Regions from separate parts of the Mus musculus genome. Here all the other regions are linked to region 1. Evidence: chromatin contacts called from public ChIA-PET and Hi-C data. All regions are on one chromosome and are shown on one strand. Each heading gives the region's core, a stretch centred on a gene start, on an enhancer-like site or on the middle of the called end of the contact. The rest is flanking DNA. Distances are from core to core; before and after follow the strand shown. Region 1 overlaps Prkcq (protein kinase C, theta). Region 2 has its middle 21 kb from the start of Gm10851. Region 3 has its middle 19 kb from the start of Il2ra.

The links. Hi-C and Micro-C count contacts between places; a contact is called where the count stands out from the background. ChIA-PET counts read pairs in DNA pulled down with a chosen protein or histone mark.
Region 2: an RNA polymerase II ChIA-PET map of memory CD8 T cells shows a contact between it and region 1, with 509 read pairs. The contact joins two enhancer-like sites. A contact is called at or near these places in 2 of 484 Hi-C or Micro-C datasets (group 2 innate lymphoid cells and regulatory T cells), 4 of 115 datasets of contacts at active chromatin or transcription factors (double positive thymocytes, effector CD8 T cells, memory CD8 T cells and 1 more) and 1 of 9 other capture datasets (liver).
Region 3: a Hi-C map of Th1 cells shows a contact between it and region 1, with 2.6 times the contacts expected there. The contact joins two enhancer-like sites. A contact is called at or near these places in 1 of 484 Hi-C or Micro-C datasets (Th1 cells), 1 of 115 datasets of contacts at active chromatin or transcription factors (regulatory T cells) and 1 of 9 other capture datasets (adipose tissue).

What each region holds. Positions count from the first base shown.
Region 1 is chr2:11,215,777-11,219,770 of GRCm38.p6, forward strand. All of the region lies in intron 1 of Prkcq (protein kinase C, theta), which reads left to right. Among named protein-coding and RNA genes, the nearest start is that of Prkcq, 45 kb to the left of the region's middle. Within about 2 kb of position 2,590, at least 47 of the 459 cell types and tissues checked have an H3K27ac peak or open chromatin away from gene starts, as enhancers often do. A contact at or near this core is called in Th1 cells, effector CD8 T cells, memory CD8 T cells and 1 more, where this site is marked.
Region 2 is chr2:11,540,616-11,544,476 of GRCm38.p6, forward strand. It overlaps a transcript of Pfkfb3 not described here. Among named protein-coding and RNA genes, the nearest start is that of Gm10851, 21 kb to the left of the region's middle. Within about 2 kb of position 2,211, at least 29 of the 459 cell types and tissues checked have an H3K27ac peak or open chromatin away from gene starts, as enhancers often do. A contact at or near this core is called in effector CD8 T cells, memory CD8 T cells and regulatory T cells, where this site is marked.
Region 3 is chr2:11,622,282-11,626,226 of GRCm38.p6, forward strand. No RefSeq gene overlaps it. Among named protein-coding and RNA genes, the nearest start is that of Il2ra, 19 kb to the right of the region's middle. Within about 2 kb of position 1,645, at least 35 of the 459 cell types and tissues checked have an H3K27ac peak or open chromatin away from gene starts, as enhancers often do. A contact at or near this core is called in Th1 cells and regulatory T cells, where this site is marked.

The DNA of each region.
Region 1 (3,994 bases), core at 1,340-3,839:
AGTAGGTTCAGGCAGTGGGAAGACAATGGACTCTTGGCTCCTACTCCCTCTTCTACCACAGAGTAGACAGATATCTCATGTTGGTTCCTCTGAGTTTCAATTCCATTGTCTGCTTGTCTGCTCCATGAGAATCCAGACCAAATGTCTATAAGGAACATTTTAATCTTCACAGTGGAAGAGATTAGGGGATCCCTCTCTGATTTATTCATTGCTCTTATAATTTGAGTTGGAAATATCCCCCAGTTTCACGTTTTGAATGAGTGTCCCTTAGTTGGTGCCCCAGATAGATTTAACTGTCAACTTGACACAGCTCAGAGTCACCTGAAGAGAAAGTTTCAACTGAAGGATTTCCCAGATTAGCTTTACCTATGGGCATGAGGAGGATTGTCTTGATTGACGTCAGCAGCCCCAGTCCACTGTGGGTGGTACAATTCCCTAGACTGGTGACCTTTGCCTATATAAAAAAGCATGAGCCTATAGGTCAGGAAGCAGCATTCCTCCATAATTTCCGGTTCAAGCTCCTGCTTGAGTTCCTCCCCTGACTTCCCTCAGTGATGGAGTGTGACTTGGAAGTGAAAGCCAAATACACCCTTTCTTCCTGAGTATCTTTTGATCCTGGTATTTGTCAAACAACAGAATGAAAACAGAAAACCTGTTAATGCTAGGTGGAGAGGCTGTGGAGACTTTAAGGGGGGAAGGTTACTGATAGAAGGTCATGTAGGCCAGCTGCTTGAGGGTTAAATCCCCTCCCTGAATTCTGTTGTCTGTACTTCTGGCCTGCCCTGACATGAATGGCCTCTGTCACATGCCTCCAGTGAAGTGCACTGAGTGGCTCTGCTCTCCCTTCCCCACTATGATGGACGAAAACTCTCTGAAACTGTAAGCCATCATGAATCATTCACCCTTTGTTCCTGTCAAGGATGTGGCCACCGTGAAACAAAAAGAACTAGCGTAATTGCTTTGTTTTATTTGATCCATCCATTCACTGGTTCATTGTGAACGTATTGTAGGTCAATCCCTAGGTTTTCCATGCACCCTGGATGAGATGGGAGTGAGGGAGAGAGAGAAAGACTGATTATGCTTACTCCCTGTGTTTCCTTCTCACTGTGAGCCTAGAAGTCACTGAACGTGAAGTGGTGCTGGCAGATGGGGAGAATGGACCAGGGAGAGGTTCTTGCTGCTGCCACTTTAGTCACTAATTGAGAAGAGGCGTCTTATCTTCAGCTATGCTGCCCTGTTTAGTGGGTGGTGGCACCCTGAGCATTGTGGGTTGCTTCGTAATAACCCTGGCTTTAACCTTCAGGCAATAGCATCTGACCCCTCTGTTTACATCAGCTCTAGTGTCTCTAGTCTTGAGCACGTGTTCACTTGGAGTAACAGCAACCTGGTTGAGGAGGACAGATTTAGAACCTCCTAAGACGCAAGCACTGGGCAAGATACTGTGCAGAATAAGGGAGTAAGACAATGCAGGCCTCGCCTTGTGTGGTTCGCTCAAGTGCAGATTCTGTATCTAGAGTGGGCATCGCAGGAACCTGGAGTACTTGCTGAAGCCTAGCTTGCTGAGTGCTATAGTTTTAACATAGCAGGTCCAGGGTGCTAGAGACTTCTCAGGTGATGCTGCTATTGGAAGATCCCCAGGACACGTTTTAGGTATTACTAAGCTTCTGCCTCCATCCTTCAGATATGTAGTACCTGCTCCTGTTGTGGCCAAAAATACAGCCAAACTAATCCTTTCATTCAAACTAATTTGTATTTTATATGTTATAACTGATTTTGATCCCAGGATCCACATGGTAAAAGAAGAAATCCAGCTCCTATAAGTTATCTTCATGCATGCTGTGGAACATGTTATCTGCATGCATGCTGAGGAACATGTTATCTGCATGCATGCTGTGGAACATGTTATCTGCATGCATGCTGTGGAACATGTTATCTGCATGCTGTGAAACATGTGCTTCCTCACACCCTCTCCCCATGCACAAATGCTCATACACACAGATAGAAAAATGAAAATACCATTTTTAAATGTTTAAAAAGGAATTAGGCCTCAATTAACTGATTAGTCAACCCACAGTTAATGGAATGTCAGAGGAAAAACAAATCGAGCGGCCTGTACATTGGAGCAGTAGCAGAAAGTAATGGGTTTTATAGAATACATTTATTTTGACCTCCTTCTAAATGGGCAAGTCAGCAGGCTGGCCCAGAAATGAAAGTGTTGCCTAATTTTATAGTTTTCATGGAGTTGAAGCTTCAAACTTTGACTAAATTTTTACAACCTGCTCATTTATAAGTGAGAATGCTTCAGTGTAAGAACAAGACACAGGCAATTCACACAGACTCAGGCACACACACACATATCTGCTCACATTTATTTCCCTTCTGCCTGCAGCATCCTTTATGTGACAGAAATGGCCCGCATCAGCATTGTCCATCCACACTAGCACATGGAGGACTCCACCTAACACTATTTTGCATAAACTATCAGTTCATCTGGGGACAGCTATTTCCGCTCATTGTGGTGATACCAGTGAACGTTGTATTTTCTCTGAAAAGTGTCACACACCCTTAGGAGGAAGTGGGGTGTGGTGTTAATGCAGCAGTAAACACAGAAGTGTGTTGCCATTGGTGTCCCCTGCAGTGACAGTTCTGTTTCTCATCCTGTCCCTGACACCATCACAGCACTCCTTGTAGGATAAGAGGGCAAGAAAGCGAAGAAGCTCACCGTCTCCTTTCCCAATCCCCTCTAGGAGGAGAGGCTAACCCCAAATTGAGTTCTCATAGCTTATCTGGAACTAACTCCCAATCACATCCATGTATCCAGTAAAACACCTTACAACCCATTTGATGGTTTAGCTAGTGTTTATTGAATAAATATTTGAGTCAGCTCATCAACTTGGCCAGTAATTAAGGCTTATTCTAGGCATATGGATTGATCCGTAGTGTGAGTTGTTATATTTTCATCAGGAAGCACTTCAAAGGCTATATGGGAAAATCTTCGAAGGGTATCTGGGAAAACCATAGCTTACTTCTCCACTGGCCATTCAAAAGCATTTTCTGTGGGTTAACTCTTTGAATCTTCAGAACATGGACAGATCCAACCCCTCAGAGACTCCTAGGAAGTATGTCTACTTTATGCCTCGATTTGCACATAGAAGAATTTAGTCACAGAGTTTCAGACATTTGCTTAAGATATAGAAATGGGATACGATGGAGTTGACTTTGTTCTGAGATGGTCTCACTTGCAAACCTATGAGCACCTTCATCTCTTTGCTCCTCCCACAGTCCCTATGCCTATGTGTATATTCCCAATAAAGGTTAGATGACAGGGAAGACCCTGTACCCAGGGACTTCAGCCTCAGCTTCTCATCGAGGTGTCCTTTGACTCGGGCCCAGGCCCTAAGTTTGCTCCCCTGTACCAGGTGGTACAGTTTTCTTCACCAAGCACCAGCTTGTCCCTCAGAAGACTGCAAAGCCACAGCATCTCAGAGATAGTGCTGGGGCTGCAAAGACAATAGCATCATAGAGCTTATCTTTTCAGAGTTAACTTGACACAAGCAACAGAACCTTAGATTACATCTCCTCCTGTAAAAGGTAACATCTCCATGCCTGCCATTCCACAGACTGCCCATGAGGCTCTGGGTTTAGTTAGATACCCTGTCTAAAGAAAAAGAGGAAGAGGGGATTAGAATAAGGCACTGCACATCCTCTGGTCTCTGAACAGGCCCACAATCAGATGCACCCACATACATACATGCTCAGAAACCACACATATACACCACCCTACACAAAAACATACACCTGATGAACACATACCAAAAAAGGACCTTTGCATAAGCGTAAAGTAAAAGTCTGGCGCTAAGCATTGGATTCTAGTTTAATTGACAATGTTTGGCCTGTCTACAAAATAATAATGTTTCCAGTACTTAATGCTCAGCGCTTGAGAAGATAGGCATGGTAAGGTATTAAAACAAACCACAGATTCTTTAACGGTCTT
Region 2 (3,861 bases), core at 961-3,460, 320 kb after region 1:
TAGGAGGCAGTTGTGGGAGGCATCTGTGATTCACACTCTCTCACCCACATCAGACCCATGGACAAGAACTGCATCTCTAGCCTCTGCATCACCATCTGTTTGCCTGCATTGCCTGTGCCTGAAGCTCCCACCCGACTGAATTGCTTCACCCCTGACTCTACCCTCTGAAAGTGGTTACAGAGTGAATACATGCTTTCCACATCAAGTGAGTACTGCCGACTCAGTCACTGTTCTAGTGCTGTGAAGAGTCACCATGACCAAGGTAACTTTTATAAAAGGAAGCATTCAGCTGGGGGGATGGCTTACAGTTTCAGAGAATTAGTCCGTTATCATCATGGTGGGAAGCAGAAAAGAACCGTCACTGGAGCAGTGGCTGGGAGCTTTCCACCCTGACCCACAGGCAGTAGGCAGAGAGAAAGAGAGACAACTGGGCCTGAGGTAGGCTTTTGAAACCTCAAAGCCCACCCTCCCCCAACCCAGCAAAAAAAATCTCCTCCAAGGCACCACCTCCCAACCCTTCCCAAACAGTATCAACTGGGGACTAAACATGCAAACATGAGCCTACAGAGCCCATTCTCAGTTAAAGCATCACACCTGCCTTCATTAAAACCATCCATAAAGATGAAGGTTTCACTGTGGTTGTAGAGAACCTATGTGAGCTGTCCACTGCCTTCTGAGGCTGCCTCTGCTCTGCTCCCATACCCACTCAGCAGCAACGCAGCTCCCCAGTGCTCAGCTGCCCACTATAGATTTTACATACATAAAATTTTAAAATATACAAGACTGGCCTTGAACTCAGAGATCTGCCTCTGCCTCTCTGCCTCTCTGCCTCTCTGCCTCTCTGCCTCCCTGCCTGCCTCTGCCTCTGCCTCTGCCTCTGCCTCTCTGCCTCTCTGCCTCTGCCTCTGCCTCTGCCTCTGCCTCTGCCTCTGCCTCTCTGCCTCTGCCTCTGTCTCTCTGCCTCTGCCTCTGCCTCTGTCTCTCTGCCTCTCTGCCTCTGTGCCTCCCTGCTTCTCTCTCTCTCTGCCTCTGCCTTTGCCTCTGTCTCTCTGCCTCTGCAGTGCTGGGATTAAAGACATTCCCCAACACACCCGGTCTTCTTATCTGTTCTCTGTGGGTTTTGTCTTCACTGTAGCTGTCATGATGCCAGCTCCACAGCTATGTTCTGTCTGCTGTATGTCCTTGTTGTATCTTCAGACCTGGTTTACTAGATATTCAATATGTCAGTCAACTTTCCATCTCTGTGACAAAAATGCATGGATCAATCAACTTATAAGTGCATTATACATTCATTTTTAAAATTATGTATATGGGTGTGTGTGTGTGTGTATGTGTATGCGCATGACACATGAGTATGGAGGCCAGAGGATGTTGTTGGACCTCTCAGAGCTAGAGTTACAGGTAGTTGTAAGCTGCCTGAAATGGATGCAGGGAATGGAACTCCTGTCTGCATTCTTCTGGAAGAGCAACAACTGCTCTTAACCACTAAGCCTTTTCTGTAACCCATGCCCCTATACCCACACCTGTTGCCCCCTCTTATTATATATTCACAAGGAAAAGGGTTTATTTTCCTTTCACATTATAAGTAGTTGCTTCAGTTGATTTTTTTTAAGTGAGGGCACAGTACAAAGCCTTCTGGCTCACCTCATAGTGGTCAGAAAGCAAAGACAGGAGGTAGAAGAAGCTGTATCCTCTTCAAGGGTGTGCCCTCTGTGACTTAACTTCCTGCCATTAAGAACCACATCTTTGCACCACATTTCCCTAGCACAACAAGGTGGAGATCAAGCCTTCCAGTCTCCACAGTACCTAAGCCGTACCCCAAACTTTAGCTGCAAGGGAGTCAGTCAAAGAGGGCTAACTCTTCCAACCTCTAGATAGGTTGGAACACAGAAGAATAGCTTCACAATGATGAAGTATAAACCATTGTGTCCCTGGAGTCCATTTACTCTAGCAAAACTAGAGTCTTTTTCAATGAAATATAATACACTAGAAAATAAAGTGTACTGTACAGCCTAAGGATAAGTGTTGTGTCAGGAAATATCATCCCAAATCAGCAAACAAAAGTATTTACCAGAATTCCCGGGGCATCAAGTTTCTTAAAAGCTCTGCAGTGGACTGAAGAAATGGATCAGTAGTACACAGTGTGCCCAGCTGCTCCATGTTCAATACCCAGTGTCCACATCAAGCTGCTTTACTGCTGCCTATAACTCCAGCTCCAGGGATCTGGCACCCCCTTGTGGCTTTCCTGTGTACTTTAATCACATGCACAAACCCACACAGAGCTGCATAACTAAAATAATAATAAGCCAGGTGTAGTGATACACTCATAACCCCAGCACTTGGAAGGCAGAGGCAGGAGGAATTCTGTGAGTTTGAGGCCAGCCTGGTTTTCATAGCAAACAAGTGCCAGGCCAGCCAGGGTGACAGAGTGAGACCCTTTCCCAAAACAATCAATGAAGAGGCTGGAAAATCGGGTCCTTGGTGGAGAGCATCAGCTACCTATAAGGGGGCTAACAGCTACCTGCAACCCCAATCCCAGGGGGTCCAAGGCCCTCTACTGACCTCCACAGGCAATGCACACATGTGATACACAGACATAAAAATTAAAATGTTTAAATATTTTAAAAATTAAATTGCAGGAGCTGGAGAGGCAGCTCGGTGGACAAGAACACTGGCTGCTCTTTCAGAGGAGCCAGGTTTGGTTCCCAGAACCCACGTGTCAGTTACTCCAATTCCAGGGGGATCCGACGCCCTCTGTTGGTCTCTTTGGGCACTCCTTGCACACAGTACACAGATGTATCTCTAAACAAAACACCCGTAAAATAAAAATAAGTAACATCCTTGTTTCTTCCTTTTGTTTTTTTGTTTTTTCCAGACATGGTCTATCTGTGCATAGCACTGGCTGTTCTGGAAGTGCACCACCGTCACCCGGCAATAAACAACATTTAATAAACACTTTTCTTAAATTGCTAGACATGGTGGCAAAAATCTCTCATCCCACACTTGAAAGGCTAAGGCAGTAGATTTCCGTAAGTTCAATGCGAGTCTGGACAGGGCTATGTAGAGAAAATCTGTTTAAAAAAAATTACAGTATATACATATATACATACACACACACACACACACACACACACACACACACCACACATACACACACATGACAAGCTTTAGGCCACCCAAGGGTATATAATGAGACCCTGCTTGAAGAAAAAAATATATATATATACATATATACATTTGCATGTGTGTGTGTGTGTATTCATGTTGCAAGACTGGCCTGGAACGCAGAGATCCACTTGCCTCTGCCTCCCAAGTGCTAGAATTAAAGGCGTGTGCCACCATGCCTGGCCTTAAAAACATTTTTGCAATAAGATGAACCTATGATGCCCGCTTTGGGGGAGGGCTGAAGCAGAAGATTACAAGATCAAAGCCTGGCTAGCCTATAGATAGTTAAGCAGCCTGAGATCCTGCCTCAAGGAGGTTAAGAGTAAACTTGAGAACTGGAGATGTGCTCCGTGGTGGAATGCTGGTTTAACATGCCTGGGGACCTGGGCTCTATCCCTAGCACTACCAGTTTCCCAGTAAAGCTGGGCATGGTGGTACTTGGGGAGGTAGAGACAGGAGAGTCAGGATTTAGGCCAGCCTTAGCTTATGACCAACCTGGGCTACAAAAGACGCTGCCTTGGGGTGGCAGAGTTCCTGAATTAATTGTAAAGTGCAACTCAGACAAAAACGTCAGGTTTTGGCCTTCTGCTACTAATGCTTCCGTGCCCACTGATCTCAGATGGCATCTGGCTGCCAGCAGGCTCAGATCTCAACAGAAAGGGCAGCCTTGCCCTAAAGTCTGTCTGAGCCCAAGTC
Region 3 (3,945 bases), core at 395-2,894, 410 kb after region 1:
AGCCAGGACATGCCCACAAGGCAGAATTCCACGACACCCCACCACTTCTTCCAACTCTCACATTTTTCCTGCCCTGTCTTCTTGGATTTTCCTGTGCTTCAGAGGGAGTGACATAGCTATTCCATTGTTGGCCGGGCACTCAACCATCACATATTCCCAGGGTTTTGACAGACTGAGTCTCTGAAGTTAGCATTGCCCACTACAGAAAAATGACTCTCCTCTGAGCAAATATAAATGTAAACATAATATTTAGAAGTCAGCTTGATATCCACTTAGAGGAGGGGCAGTAGCGTCCATACTAGGGTCTGTAACTTCTCCCATCATGGGCTTTAAAATGCTTTATTAAACCAGACTGTTCCGTAGTGTGAGCTAAGCATCAGGATGAAGAGCCCAGAGACCAGATAAATTGAGGTCTTGCAAAGTCATGTCCTCAGGACAAAGGGAAAGGTGTTGTTTTGGTTTCTCTCACTCTAACTTGCCAGTGAAGGTAGGACAGTGCACCAGAGAGGATGGCTTTATCAAAACATCTGTTAGTGTGACCTTCAGAGAAGCCTTCAGGTGAATTTCTCGACTTTTCCCCTTAACAGATATTTTCTTTCCTCTTTGCTTCCTACCTCTCATTTCCTTTCTATTTAGAGATTTTCCTTGAACAAAAACAAAGGTCACTTCTATTACAAAGAAAAGTTGAAGATTAGAATTTAATATTTGTCTCTCTTGGAGTGCTGGTTTTCTGTGCTCCAAAGAGGACATTTTGCTCCGCTAGATATGAACATTGTTCCAGAAAAGAAAGGAAGTCTGAAACTTCTTCTTCACATTCACATGGGGGCTGTTGGAGACCACGAGGTGGCTTGGCTCTGCACCATCGAGAAGGAAAGAAGGTCTTGGAATTGAGCAGCCCCCATAGAATCGCCCGGGGTTAAGGGGGCAAGCAGCTGTAGGCCCTACTGCCTTGTTCAGTGTGAGATCATTTCTACTATACCCACAGAACTGGAACTTCACTCGGCTGTCCTTTAATGTGGTCTGTCCCCTCCAAATCTCAAGTCGAAATTCGGTTGTCACTGTGGTGGTGCTGCTGCTGGGAGATGGGAGCCTTCATGAGGCGGTTAGACCGTTAGCTGTGACTAATGCCATTCTCATGGGAACAGCTTGTCATGAAGCAGGCTGCCCCCCCTCCTCTCTCTCATTTTTTTTTTTTTTTTGAGACAGGGTTTTTCTGTATAGCCCTGGCTGTCCTGGAACTCACTTTGTAGACCAGGCTGGCCTCGAACTCAGAAATCCACCTGCCCCTGCCTCCCGAGTGCTGGGATTAAAGGCGTGTGCCACCACGCCCGGCTGCCCCTCTCTTTCTGTCAGCTCCAAAAATATCTGCTTGCCTTTCCTTTTTCTTCCATGGGTTGAAGCAATATGAAGTCTTCGTGAGAAGCTTAAAACACTCTGATGCCATGTTTGGAAATTCCCAGTCTCCTAAATCTAGAAAGACTTAGGGAAAAACTTTCATTTTGGGGTGATGGAGAGGAGGCTGTGGAGACAGGGCCTCATGTAGCATAGGATAGCCTTCTGCCTATGCCTCCTAAGTGCTGGAATAACAAGGATGCACCATGACTCATGACGTAATCACTATCTCAGGGTTTGTTGTTGCTGTTGTTATAGCAACAGAAAATGGAAGAAACCAGGGCGCTCATTCATTTCACCTCACTCCTTTCTGACTACTGAAGCTTTGGGGAAATAAATGGAACATGAAGATTAAAGTATCCACACTGTGGTAAATCTAGATTGGAATACATGATGGATCTGAGGCATAAATGACTAGAGGCTTGGGACTTACATGTGGGGAGTTGGGGTAGGGAAGAGACTCTTGTTCAGCTACTCTATGGAGGAAGAGGCTTGTCTTGACCTGCTTCAGAGCAGAGAGCTTACACCACCCTTTGTACATTCATTCTCTTGGGAGCAAAAATATTGGCCAATGCTCACTAGACTTAGCCCATCAACTTCTTCTTCTTGGAAGAAGACTAGAAAGAGGGTCAAGAAGATGACAACTTCTATTCAGTACTCCTAGTAGCTAGGATGCAATACACAGATGTTGTCTATACCTAGATTTATATTTCTTGCTTGAAATAATGGATTGGTAGGAACATGGCTTTAAAGAATTGTGCTTAAAGAATTGAGATTATAAAGTTGCTACAAACGATTTATTAAATCTAGAACTAGGAGTTGTTGAGGGCTGTGGACATGGCTCAGTGGAAGAACTTGCCAAGCATTTCCATACCCAGCTTGGGAATAGGCCCATGCTTGTAATTCTGGAATTAGAGAGGCTGAGGCAAGAGGGATCTTAAGTTCAATACCAGCTTGGGCTTCCTGTCATGACCCTACCACAACACAAGCTGGGGAAGGGCAGCCACTATTCTAATTCTTTCCTGTGTCATTGGGAGAGGAAGGGCTCCCTAAGGAACTCTGGTTAGCCTGGTGTTTACTCTGTAGACCAAGCTAGCTTCAAAGTTGCTATGGTCCTCCTGCCTCTGACTCCTAGATGCTAGGATTATGGGCATACAGCAACATGCATGGTTTTCTTTAAATCCATTCTGAATTTTACATTAATATCTTTAAATTTTATTTTATTATTTTTAGTGTGTATCAGTGTTTTGCTTGCATGTAAATCTGTGCACCATGTGTGTACAGTTCCCATGGAGGTCAGAAGAGGGCTTTGATCCTCTGGGATTAGAGTTACAGATGATTGTGAGCATCTATTTGGGTGCTGGGAATTAAAACCTGGGTCGTCTAGGAGAGAGGTTAGTGCTTTTAACCACTGAGCCAATTCTCTAGCCACAGACTTTTATATTTTATAGTTAAGTTTGTTTTCCTTTATGTACCTACTCAGCCCACAGTCACTGTCGTTAGAATTGTCTATCTCCCCTTCCCAACACACACACTTTCCTGCAACTACAACCATCTGGTTGACCAAGGCTTTTGGCACTGCTGTCTGCTTCTTGAGATAAGACTGGGCATATTCAGGATGGTATGATGACCCTTTTGACTGCGCCAGAAAGCAACAGGAATGGGGCTCTGGCTTGGGGAAATTCAGATTCATTGGCTGTTTATGGATAATCACATACTTACTGAGAAAAGGAATGAGTAAGACTGGGAGCTATAGGCAGAGCCTTGTAATGTTTATTCATTAAACGTCTCTACTTCTTTCCCTTTAACTCATTCAAGCTACCATACCTAATGAGCTCCCTGGGTCTTGTGAAAAACTCCTATATCTTCCCATAAATCTGCTCTCCTCAAAGTGTTTTTTTTGTAAAATAGAACAACATAATTTAACATGCCTTGTCTTTGAGAAGGTTTAATTAGTAGCTCCAACTTGATGTTCTAAAAGTCAAACCATGTTTGCTACTCTCACATTGTGGTGTGTGTGTGTTTGTGTGTGTACATTCCTGTGGAGGCTAAAAGACAGTCTCAGGTACCATCCTCTGGGATGTGTCATCCACCTTGATTTTTAATACAGGGTCTCTGACCTGATGCTCACTAAAGAGGTTAGGTTCGCTGGTCACATGAGTTCTGGTGACACAACTCAGGTCCTCATGCCTGCACATCGAGAACTTTACCAACTTAGCCATTTCTCTATTCTCATTTCTTCATCTTGAATATCAATTGCTAAGTAAGACTTAAGTCATACATTCAATGGAGACTACATTTTAAAATTATCTACAAGTACTTGAGAACTTGATGACGCCTCAGCCCTGGGTCATGTAGACTGAGTCTGAAACTCCATGTATAGAGCTTAGCGTAAAAAGAAACTACGGTTACCCAGAAAATTCTAAGAATTACCCACAACTGAAAAAAACCTAGCATGTGACACATTTTATGCCCTGGTATACTCAATAACATAGAGCAAAACTCAGTCTTTGCCATGTACCTTGCTTGTCAATGGTTTCAACGGCAAGGAGA